Linked DNA regions of Mus musculus: region 2 is linked to region 1. The links are chromatin contacts, called in public Hi-C maps. All regions are on one chromosome and are shown on one strand. The core of a region is the stretch at or near the end of the contact, and the rest is flanking DNA. Distances in the headings are between cores, read along the strand shown.

Evidence for each region. A called contact is a pair of places that touch in the nucleus more often than the background predicts.
Region 2: a Hi-C map of uterus shows a contact between it and region 1, with 7 times the contacts expected there. The contact joins two enhancer-like sites. A contact is called at or near these places in 10 of 39 promoter capture datasets (the 3T3-L1 cell line, 3T3-L1-derived adipocytes, the HPC-7 cell line and 6 more) and 1 of 484 Hi-C or Micro-C datasets (uterus).

Annotation. Positions count from the first base shown.
Region 1 is chr2:114,257,427-114,263,762 of GRCm38.p6, forward strand. No RefSeq gene overlaps it. Among named protein-coding and RNA genes, the nearest start is that of Zfp770, 59 kb to the left of the region's middle. Within about 2 kb of position 3,400, at least 27 of the 459 cell types and tissues checked have an H3K27ac peak or open chromatin away from gene starts, as enhancers often do. A contact at or near this core is called in uterus, where this site is marked.
Region 2 is chr2:115,560,858-115,567,193 of GRCm38.p6, forward strand. No RefSeq gene overlaps it. Among named protein-coding and RNA genes, the nearest start is that of Gm39911, 13 kb to the left of the region's middle. Within about 2 kb of position 2,979, at least 7 of the 459 cell types and tissues checked have an H3K27ac peak or open chromatin away from gene starts, as enhancers often do. A contact at or near this core is called in uterus, where this site is marked.

The DNA of each region.
Region 1 (6,336 bases), core at 2,150-4,649:
CTCTCCTAAGAAGGATTGGGAACAACCTTTGTATATTAACTGAATCTCTCTCTCTCTCTCTCTCTCTCTCTCTCTCTCTCTCTCTCTCTCTCTCTCTCTCTCCTTTTGGGGTTCCCAATTCCTCTGTTTCTCCTTTGCATGTGCTAAGTTTATTCCGGATCCTTGCTTTCTCTTGAAAATTGTGTGGAAATCATATGTATTTTTAACATTCAACTACCATCTGCAGTGTATGCTGGTGGCCTTTATTCTCTGAATCTTATGTCTATTCTGCAGTTTTTCTGTGATTTATATATAACTATACAAGTGCCTCTGTTTTGAATAATATTTCCCCCAATGGAAGCATGTCCTAGAAGGAGGAGGTAAATACATTTAACTCAAGGAGCCAAGGAAATTTACAAGGCCCAGGACTCTCCCCCAAATTACAAGACCCACAAGTCCCTTTCTCAAGATTAAGTAGCAGTGACAATTGCTGGGGAGAAGTTTCTCCTCTTGTGGCTAAAGTGCCTCCAAGTTGTACAAGGGGGTAGGTTCCTCCGTGGATGCAGGTTTCACGAGTCATCTCTCAGGTTGCCTTGGGCTTTTGGGTGATGCAGCTGCCTTTGAGTCAACAATGTTTTTAAATGCACTGGGACACTAAGGCTAGGTTGGAATTACTTTTTCAGACTGTCCTAGGTGCCATGTCTTTGGTGAATAGATGTTTGTTCACGGTTCCCCAGGAAAAGCCTCTCAACACCGGTCATCTTCACCCAGCTGTCCCACACTTGCCTTGCATGAGGTCTCAAACTGAGCTCATTATTATTCTGCCTATGTTAGTGCTCCTGTATAGGTAATGGGACGCTTGGCAGCTCACTCCACGTACTACTATTCTTCAACATCATTCATTCCTTCCCCTCAGTGGCTTCCCCATACTCAGCAAGCCAGCCAGCCTTTCTGATTCTATCTGCTAAGCATCTCTTGACACCATCCATTCTGGGCCGCCCCTCTACCCCACTGCCATTTTCTGAATCTGACCACCTTCGCCTCCCATTCTGATGACATTCTCCCCATCGATCTCATTGATCAGATGGCTCCCACTCTGCACACTGTGGCTGTACAGATCACATCAGCTCTGATTACAATCCTGCAACAGCTTTCCCTTGCCCTCTGGCTGGAATTCAGCTGCCTTTCAATAACCTGTAAGATTCTCTGTGGGATGTGCTGTGCTCTCCTCAGCCTTCTCGCCCCTTCCCTGCCTCTTCTCTCTCAAGTTGTACGTGCTCCTCCAACGACACAGCTTCCTCCAGTTCCTCAGATAAGCCTGGGTATACCTGTTGTCCTGTTGGATGGAAAACTACTTTCTAAGCTCTTTCCTCATTTATATTTTCATTCCCACCTCTGAAAAACAACAAGAGCAACAACAAGCCTTCCTTCTTGACATACTAGGTTCCTGCCAGGGGACTCTCTCTTCATGTTTAGTCCACTCTTCTACAATCCTGTCTTTATTTATCTGTATACCTCATAGGAACTTCTGTGGAGGGAGAGGCCCTTTCACTTCACAGGTGTGTCCTGTATTGAATTGAGCCTTTCTTGCACATGGTAAAGGCAAATAAAGCCCACAGATATGTACTGATGGAGTCCATGTATAGAACTTACACACATGCTTGTTTGACAGGCTAATTTCTGCTTTTCAGCATCCAGATTTGCTGAGGGCAAGGCTTAAGCCAGTGGGTTTCTTTCTGTATGCAGGAGCTCTTTAGTCCCACATACATCCCTGAGCAGAGGGAAGGTCACAGAATAGTGGAAGGTACAGAATGCACAAGGCATCCTTTCATGATATAGAATGACTGAATTCTACTAAAAACGGTGCTTAGAAGTGTCATAATACTTATTTCGTAGTGGAATAAAGAAGGAAAAGGAAAGAAAAAGGGAAACGGGTAATTAAAACAATGAGGTTTTCTAAAGAAATCTTCAATCGTGAAGTCAAGGACATTGAGACAGAGGCAAATGCTGTCTTCCTAAAAAGAAATGTCTTTCAGAAAATTCCTTAAAAATTCCCCTGATAGGGTGGAGTGTGTATGTTAAGCTTATGTCTCTTAAGTGAATTTGATTAAATAAGCTACCAACTGAGATTTGTTTATTAAAACCTAAAGATTTAAAAAGCCCTTTGGATTGTCTCTATGCATGTCTATTATATTTAGAAGATTGCACCTGTGTACAATAATACTTTCTGCTCAGTAGAAGGAGAAGCACGAACAATCAGACTTAGAAAATGAAATTAAGCCTCATCTTGGGACTTTCCAGACCTAGTCTGCCGCCTCCATGAAAGTGTGGGTGGAACTTTTGCATTTTACAGGTTTTCGTGAAATCCTGCATTCACCCACAAGACTTGCTTTCTAATACTGGCAATGATGTTTCAGAGAAAGAAGTCGACAGGAAGGAAATGCTTAGGGCTTCTGTGTTCTCCCCACTCACTTATTTATTTGCAAATACTTAGAGTCTGCCTTGTTTTGAGCATATGCACATTTCTTGTATCTGGAGAGACAGTAGTGAAAAGGATAGATGTGGTCCCCGCTTCTGCGAAGCACATATTGTGAGCAGGAGAAACAACGACCACGCAAATAAGTCCGTATTGAAGGGTGATGAGCTGCAGGAAGCCAGTAGGATGATAGTGTGCTGGAGACAGGTACATTGGGAGAGTTGTGATGGTGGAAGACGGTTCTATTGTGACGGGACAGATCCAGGCTTGTGAGAAAACTTAGGAAAAAGCCCTCCCATGGAGGCAGCAGCGACAGCATGCATTTCCCAGTGTCTTCCCACATAACTTGCTGCCCAGTGTGTTGGGGATAAATGTTAGCTTCCCCCAGCTGCTCTTCCCAGTGCATGGGTCTCTCGAAGGCCCCAGAGATTGCAGACCCCTAAGAGCATAGATCACTTGAAGAAGTAAGCGAGGCAGAGAAGTGGAGAAGGGGTGTTCTACCATTCTCAGCAAGAAGTTGTACTTTCACGCCAAAAATATGTTTTTCTCTCTCTCCACATTTAAAAGAAAGCACTCTTGAAACTGAATGCAAGAACCAAAATTAACAAAGTAGCCTTACATTTTAGGGAGGTTTGATTATAGCATGTGTTCTTTCTTTTAGCCACTAGAGAGCAGTGCAGCCCATCAAATGCACCAGGAGGCTCATGATCAGGGCTGAGGTTTAAAGTGAAAGTCCACACCACAGGTCAACTTCTGCCCTTCCCTTTCCTCTCCTATGCCCTCAAAACCCCACTGTCTGGTTTCCTGCAATCTAACGTTCACAAAAATAACCTAGAAGCAAATTTCATGTTTAGAATAAAACTCGGATTCTTTGGGGGGTGGGGGTAGAAATCAGTGCATTTAATCTTGTTGAAGGCTATTGGGAGCCTTCCCAGCAAAAGAGGCTCAATGGCTGCAACCCAGATCCACACAGAACAGGGGCAGGGCTTCTTGAGACTCTTCGAGAACAGACTGAAGATTAGGGTGCGTAGCCAAGAGGGCAGGGGCGTTTGTACTGATAAGCTGAAGGCCAGCTAGCTGTTGGTTTGGGTGGCAGCAGAGGTGGTCTCACCGCACTAGCCTCAGTGGGCCCAGGAGACTTCTTTCTGAGCCTCTCAAGTTTCAGGCGAAGTCCAAGCTGCCTGTTCACTGTTCTGTTGTATTTCTTCATTGGTCCTTTTACGAAGCATGGAAGAGAATGGGTTGACAAAAAGAGAACGGTGACAGACTTCTAGCTATATACACTCAAATAAACCCAAGGTTTTCAGATACGAATTTACACACACAAAGGTAAGAATCTATAAAACGGTGGCTACCTGAGCAAGGACACAAGTTGTTCTCCTAGGCAGCCTCTACTGGTCTATTATAACAAAACAAGTGGGAGAGAGAGGGGGCAGGGTGGAGAGGAGCCATTGGCCGGATGACCGCTTTGTCTTGCTTTTCATTAGCACGTAAGTGACTGGCGCTGGAATTGCATGCCGGACTTTTGGTTCTGCTGGTAGCACACTGTGCTCAATAAAAATTAATCCATCAATCAACAGGACAGAAAATCCTATCCTGCCAGAAGCAATACCTCCTGTTTGTCCCATACAAAAGCTAATTAGAGTGTTGGGTGTTGTAATGGAGGCAGAAACTGAGCAAAATAGAAAAAAAATGTCCCACAAATTATCAAATAAAAAATGAGACGGGGAACAAAAAACAGATAGCAGTGGAAAGCTAATAGTTCTTATTCCCCCCCCGAGGATGGCCTCTTTTGACTCAATGCAATAGAAGTTTGTGTATGTGGGACTCTGGAGTGCCAATGTTTGTTGGTCAATGTTGGTCAGGGGCATCTTTATTCTTCCCAACTACTTACCCTAGAACCACTTACTGCTGTGCTCTCAGAGGTCTGGTCTCTAACCCGCGTCTATCACAAGGGCTTCTGAGTTCACTGGAGTTTTGCTTGGTCAGGGACTGGAAAGAACAGTTCATCTGGAAGGAGGAGCTGGGATGCTGGGGAGGCCACAGAGATGGTATGAAACGGGAGTAGAAAAGCTAATAAGTCATTTGTGACTCCCTGAAGAAATGTGTAAGGGTGGAGAGGACACACACACACACACACACACACACACACACACACACACACACGGTTGACAATGACACATTTATACATACACACAAGGTATAATGTCACCAATCCCTACCTCACACGAGGTTACCTCTTGAACTGAAGACTTAAATTCTAGAAGCTCTAACTTTCCCAATCTTAATATTAACGGAGAAGTTCTGGAAATTGCTATAATCATCACAACTGGTTCAGTGTTATTAATTTTCCAGTGGTGTCTCGCAAACAAGCCCTAGAGGTGAGAGAATGGTCAATACAAACAACCCTTTCTTTTTCTTCTTATGTCACAAGGCATGACTAGCCTGCGCACCCTGCTACCTAAAGACACATTTATTTAAAAGAAAAAAAATAAATTTAGAAAACTCTAGGGTAACCAAAGTTTTCTGATATTGGACTACTTAGGGGGCTTGGGGGGAAATTAAAAATTATACACTAATATAAAATAATTTGTCTGTGATATGTGCTTACTTTCTTGCTATACTGAATAGAGGGGCACACACTGAATTCCAATTAAATATTTGTTGTTTGACAGTGGAGCTCGTTGGGAGGGATTTCCCAATGGGCCTGTGGTCTTAGGCCTCATCCCCAGCACCACCTCCCACTTCAACAACAGAATGATTTAGCTGTTAATCATGCTTTCTTCAGCTGGCTCACAGCAGGAACATTAGGCTCCTTCTGGTCACTTCTTTAAAGACCAGCAAGGTCCAGGGCTTTGGATTTACCTTCCACAACCTTTGCACAGAGAAGTTCATCTGAGGACAGAACAGAAACATCTGAGTATCCACCCCAGCCACAGAGCTCAGAGAAGCCTCCTTCACCTGCCTGTATAGCATTTGTGTGGGCAGAGAGAAAGACAGCAAAGAGAGAGAACAGAACGTGGGAGGAAATGAGGGGAGAGCAATAAACCAGGGACCTAAGAAATAATGTGCTCCCCTAAGACGAAAGGATGGACTATCCAGAGACTACCCCACCCGGGGATCCATCCCATAATCAGCCACTGACCCAGACACTATTGCATATGCCAGCAAGATTTTGCTGAAGGGACCCTGATATAGCTGTCTCGTATGAGGCTATGCCAGTGCCTGGCAAATACAGAAGTGAATGCTCACAGTCATCTATAAGATGGAACACAGGACCCCCAATGGAGGAGCTAGAGAAAGTACCCAAGGAGCTGAAGGGGTCTGCAAACGTATAGGTGGAACAACAATATGAACTAACCAGTACCCCCAGAGCTCGTGTCTCTAGCTGCATATGTAGCAGAAGATGTCCTAGTCGGCCATCACTGGGAAGAAAGGCCCCTTGGTATTACAAACTTTATATGCCCCAGTACAGGGGAATGCCAGGGTCAAGAAGCGGGAGTGGGTGGGTAGGGGAGCAGGGCAGGGGGAGGGTATAGGGAACTTTCAGGATAGCATTTGAAATGTATATAAAGAAAATATCTAATAATAAAAAAGAAATAATGTGCTCTCAATTCCAGGAGTGAAGATCTTGATGAGAACACCAATTTATCTCTTATGATACTTTCAGGGTGCAGAAGGACAGTGCTGTCTTCTCTGACACTGGTTTTCTGAAGCCCGAAGGCTGAGGTTTGTTTATTTAAGAGCAACTCTCATTGTAATACCAGAAAAGAATTCCCATTCTACTTTTCAAAGGGAAGAAAAGTTTTCCTGATGCTTCCATTGCTCTGCTGAACCTCCAGCAAGGTGGCTCTGTAATGCTTTGTGTATTTCCAACCAGG
Region 2 (6,336 bases), core at 1,729-4,228, 1.3 Mb after region 1:
GACAGACTCTTGACAGGTGAGGAGACTGTCCTCCAGTGGAGGTAAAATAGTGCAAGTTGGTTCCTTCCACCATCATGTAGGTCCTGGATAGCACTCAGTTCTTCAGGCTTGGTAGCAAATACCTTTATCTGAAGAGCCATCTCACCAGTGGGTGAATGAAGTTTTTGACCAGAGGAATTATGGGATTTCTTGGTTCAGTTTTTCCACCTCATCACTGGAGCCTAAACACAAATTTCCCTTCATTAATAAATTTTACAGTCTTTAATTCAGACATGCTCACACAAAAGCTCTTGAGCTATATGATTGGCCTGTGATCTTCAGGCCATGGAATTTCTGACTCATTTATACAAGGCTGTGGAGAACTTAAGCTAGCTTTTTTATTATGGAACTTTAGCACCAAAAAGAAGTCTGAGCTTAAGTTCTAGGGTCACGACTCTTCCCTCAGACTGCCCATAATCCCAGCACTCAGGAGGGAGAAGCTCTGTGAATTCAAAGCCAGTGTGGTCCACAAAGAGAGTTCCAAGGCAGCCAGGGCTGCACAGAGAAACCTTGTCAGGGAAAACAAAATACAAAACCAAATCAAAAAGCAAACAGGCAAGGAATGACAACTGAGTAACTTCATGGGTGGGAACAAAACCAAACCAGCCTATTTTTTCCCCCTGAACCAAACTGAGGTGCATTAAAAAATAATAATAGGGCCAGCAAGATGGCTCAGTGAGTAACCACACCTGTTACCAAGCCTGACAATATGAGTTCGAGCCTCAGGGCCCAAATGGTGGAAGGATGAACACAATTTGTCCTTTACCTGAACTTGTGTACTAGTGTACATTCGTGCACACACACACACACACACACACAAATTTCAAAAGGAATGATAACAGCATACGTATACATCCAAAGTTAGTAAAATAAGTAAATAAATAAACAAATAAACAAACAAGTAACTAATACACTCAAAACAAGCCACACATATCTGAAATTATCTTTTGAAATAATCTTTCTGTGTCTCACTGGATGAAACATATCTCCATTCCTTTTCTCCTTTTTTTCTAAACATCCTAATACTATGCCCCATGTCAGGTTTATATTAACATTTTTTTTCTCTACTCTTATCTCCAAACAAGGTCTACGCTTTTCTCCAGTCTCTGGTGCTCCTCCCTCCTGTGTACACTACCGTTGTCTGCCTGTATTCTCTCCTTCCTCACTTAGCCCATCTGCTCCTCGGTAACCACTGACAGTCGGAGATGGGGTGGCGGGAGGGAGAAGGAGAAGGTTGGGAACATTCAGGTTTAATAGGTTTAGCTGTCACAAAAATTAACATTCTAAATTTTGAAAAATTGCTCAACTTTGAGCACTGCCTGAACTTGATGGCATGTAAATAATGAGCAAAAGCCCTTCTAACTATTCTGTACACCTGGATATGCCCCCCAGGAAATTCCTGTTGGTGACTGCTGTGTTATTTTCCCCATGCATGGCAGACAATAGTGAGGCATTCCCACCAGTTATCTCCCATGGACCCAGCTTAGATGCTGTTAGCACAGCACCAGTATTTCAACATTCCTTTGGCTTTGCCATCTTTATGTTCATTCTAAATTAAGAAGTCTGAAGCAGATCTTATCAAATCCGTGATATTGTTAAGAGCACTTCAAGGTCCTTTTAAAAACAAGAATTACTCACATCAACCTACTTTATTGCTTCATTTTCCTACTCCAAAGGACACCAAGTATACTAAAGCAATTTAACATGGCTGTAACCTACAATTTCAGCTTACCCCGAGGGGCCACTTCACCTCTTGTCTTCCTTTTCCAGACCAAATCAATAGAGGGGAGAATCAAGTCAAGACATATGTCATAACTGTATCAAAGGTCAATGAGGTTTAAACAAATTGGGCTCCACTCATAAATAATTGACTCACAATTTGTACTGAAGTACGGGGTGAAATGGTGTTCACCTGAAACATATTTAAGGTTTAATCAACCTATTGTTGACACCCTGAGAACTGTAACTAAACATGTGCTTGGGTATGAAAGTCATCTATCGACAGAGACGCTCATGGAGGTAATAATTCCATGGGGATCATGTATGGTCTTCTTTGTCTGTCACAAAAGAAGCTAAGGGAGGCTGTTAGTGTCCATATTCTTAACAGTGGACAGAATGACAGACTGTAAGCATTCCTGAAGGTCAGCCCTATCATGAAATTTGTACCTTTGTTGAGGTGAGGCATGAGTTTAAATTCCTGGTGCTATGAAGGTGAGGAGGAAAAGGCCACACTCCTCTGGATTAGGATCCCCGGCATCCAAGTGAGGAGCCTGCCTTCTGGTTCTTTGTTTAGCATCCAGGAGACTGTGAGTGTTGGGAAGGCTTTATAGAGACCGTCCAAGTCTTCAGTTACAGTTCTGGCAAGCTGAGCGTTATGCTCTGAGATGGACCATACCTGTACTCTCAGACCTTGTGGACATGAGGTAGAAAGACTGCACATTTGAAGCCAGCCTAGAATTCACAGTAAAGTCTAAGGCAGTCAGTTGGGCTATCTAGTAAGACCCTGCCACAGAAAACAAAACAAAACAAAACAAACAAAACAAAACAAAACAAAACAAAAGCAAAACAACCTCCACCAAGACCAAAGTCAAAATCTCTTTAGCAGAAACTGAGCACATGTGGAAACTTGAGTCATACTCTGGAGAAAAGACGCGGGTTGAAGCCATGGAACGAGGTGCTGATCAGACTCTCTATGCAAGATTCCCTTTCTGTCTTGTAAGGAAGGGAAGACATGAGCAGATGACTCAGCAGTGCTGCCTCTCTGCCCTCTTCTTGTCTTGAACAATAACCAGATGCCTGCTTCTGGGACAGCCATCTTACAACTGTGAATTAACAAGCAAGAAAATAAAAATCTAATGCACCAAGTATGGTAAAGAGAAAATCGGACTTGGGCCTTTTAAGAAGTCGTTAAACTGTCATCTATTTTCAGCCTCGTTATTTTGTGAAGTAATTAAACATCCCTACTGTGCAAGGCCAAAATCAGTCCTGATGGACACTGTGATGGATGCTAGTGTCCCTCCTTTCAAGGAATAAATTCCAGGAATTTATTATCCACTCAGGGAAACAACAAAAGGGCCCAAATAGCCCTTATGACTCACAGAAAAGTGTAGAAGCCATGAGAAAAGTATAAACAAAGCACTATAAAGATTTACAGGTGGGAATGACCTGGTCCAGATGGGGAAGATGGAATTGAAAATAAAGGAAAGGCAAGGAAAGGAGAACTAGCTGGGGCTTAGAGATATTTGCAGCTTTTTGTTGTTGTTGTTGTTAATTTTTATTTTTAAATTATGTATATACCTATCTTCTTTCTGTCTCTGTCTCTTTGTGTGTTTCTCTGTGGTGCCTCTCTATGTCCTCTCCTTTTCCTCTCTCTCTCTCTCTCTCTCTCTCTCTCTCTCTCTCTCTCTCTCCCTCTCTCTCTCTCTTTGTGTGTGTGTGCACTCACGCAGGTGCACAGTACCAGCAAAAGCCAAAAGAGGGCACCAGATGCCCTGGAACCAGAAATAGAGGCAGTTGTGAACTACCCACATGGATGCTAGGAACTGAACTCAGGTCTTCCAGTAGAGAATTTCATGCTGTTAACCATTGAGCCACCTGGCCAGCCCCAGAGCAGTACAATATTGAGCACGTGGTTGAACCTGGTAGATTTTTGCTCTTCTTGAAGACTTCAGTTATTGAAAGTTAAACTTTCATTAAGAACCTAGAGCAGGGGAAATTAAGAATTTAGTAACTATTTGTTTATTTTCAGGAAATTAGTGTCATACATCATAGCTTGTCTTAATGAGGGAAGCCACACTATCTTTTCAATCCATATTATGGTCCAACAGAATGGGGCTCCTTCCACTAGTCAGTCTAATTGTGTACTGCCTGCATAATAACTGTGATAAAGGAAAAAGAAAGTGGGGCTGGAGAGGCAGCCCTGTGGTTGAAAGTACTGGCTATTCTTGGAGAGAACCCAGATTTGAGTCTCAGCACCCACATAATGGTTCACAAACACAATGCCCTCTTTTGACATGCACTGGCACTTGGTGCACATCTGGTGCACAGACATCTGTGCAGAAAGACATATGAACTTTTTTTTTAAATTGAAATAGGAAGAAAGAAAGAAAGAAAGAAAGAAAGAAAGAAAGAAAGAAAGAAAGAAAGAAAGAAAGCAAGCAAGCTGTGGCATCAGTAGCCTCTCAGCCTGCTTATCTTTCTGGGCTCTATGAGTGTGGTTCTGCTCCTCGGTGAGGAATTAGAATCACATTCTAGGCAAAATGTTGCCATGTTTCACTCTATGGAATTATCACCTTTCATCCAACAAGTGTGTCTAATTTTCACACTGTTGATGAGAAAGCAATAAATTAAAGACATAAATCAGCTACAAGTTGAATAGAAGAAATCTACCCTTGAATAGATTTTTAAAAGCTCTTACCATTCCATTATGTTGCTTTTGGTTAAGGTCAAACCCATTCCTTTCTTGTGGGAAGCCACATGTGCCGTTGCAGAGTGGCACTGACTACTGCTGGCCACCACACATAAGTTTGGACAAACAACCAATGTGTACATATGCAGTAAAGTTTTTTGCAAAGACACTGCCTGGCTCGGGTATGATAATGAGGCTTTGAGAGTATAACCAATCAGATGTGAGACATGTAAATTAGGTATGATAATGAGGCTCTGTGAGGTATAGAGAGAGAGAGAGTAGCCAATCAGATGAGGAACATGCAAATGAGGCTTAGTGCATAACCAATCCGGGTGTGAGACATGCCTCTCCTAGGCCTATATAAGCAGCACCAGTTCCGGGCTCGGGGTCTCTTCGCCTCTGCAATCAAGCTCTCCCAATAAACGTGTGCAGAAGGTTCCTGTTGCAGCGTCGTTCTTGATGGTCGAGTTGGGCGCGCACAAGACTTTCTCTGTGGTCTACATGTGTAATATGGAAAAACTATGTCCTTTCTCACATCCATTCAAAGACCCCTAAGCACCAAAGTCATTTTTATCCATACTCAAAGTTAGGCCTCTGTAAATTTGAAGTTCACATCTCTCCTCTACATCAGTTTCCCCTCTTCAACAAAAGAAAATTTAAAAAATACTTTGAAATGAAACATGCTAAAATTTAGGAAACATAGGAAAAGCAGTGTTCAGAGAGAAATACATAACTGCAAACAGTGTTATCAAATAAGACCTTTTGTCAATGAGCTAACTTCCCAAGTCAAGAAATTAAGAGAGGACAGATAACCAGGACACAAGAAGGAGAAAAAGAATAAAAATATTAGAGTTGAGAATAAATAGAGAAGAGTGAAAAATAAATAAAAATAAAGTTCTTTAAGCATTCCAGAGGCAGAGGCAGGAGGATCTCTACAAATTCAAGGCTAGCTAAGTTGATATAGTGAGTTCCAGACCAGCGAAGGCTACAGTGAAATCTCTTATTCTCTCAACCGTCAAAGAAGTTATTTGAAAAGATTAAGAGAAATTGATGAACTTTTAGACTGAACAACAACAATAACAAAAAAAAAAAAGCCAGATAAGAATTAGATTGTTAAAAGCAGAAAAAAAAAAAAAAAACTTACTTCAGTAAGTAAGCACATTGAAATTACTAGCTGATCTATCTTCCAAGGTCTGATGTTTGATCAACTAAGTAGATACTATTAATTCACATTATGGTTAGAGATAGACACATGCAATGGAGAGGTTAAGTAATTTACCAAAATACCCACAGCTCTATACCTGAACAACCAGGACCTAAAATTCAGCTTCTATGGAACAGCATGGAAGCTGAGACCTCCTCTCTGCCCCTTATCCATTCTATGTCATGGCTTTTCTTTGATGTAGCCCAAATGCTTCAAAAGAGCCTATTTCTGCCCTTACCAAAAACAACAAAGATGATAAAACACTTCTCAAATCTTCTTTGAGTGCATCAGAAAAATAAATTGCACTTACATTATATATGTATGTGTGATATTAAATTTTCATCTTTCCCTCTGGCAACTGAAAAAAATATTTTATAAGATTTCACTACCATAAAAAGAGACTTAATTGGGCACAGATAAAAACTGATCTCATTGTCTTCCAATGTAGTTAATACCCAGAGGCCTAAAGCAAGCCAAAGTTTACATTGCAGCAAGTGGGCAAGGACTCTGAAGACAGGTCAGCCAGCTCTCGAGACAAAGGTCAGAGTAACAAGAACTTTTAGGGTGCCCCTGGCTTGGGTACTGGCTTGGGAGTTTAGAATATGCTTTTAATGAGGCACAGTGAGATGTCTTCCACTTAATCAACATTAAAGGTTCATAGGCAAGAAAATAAACAGAATCAGAA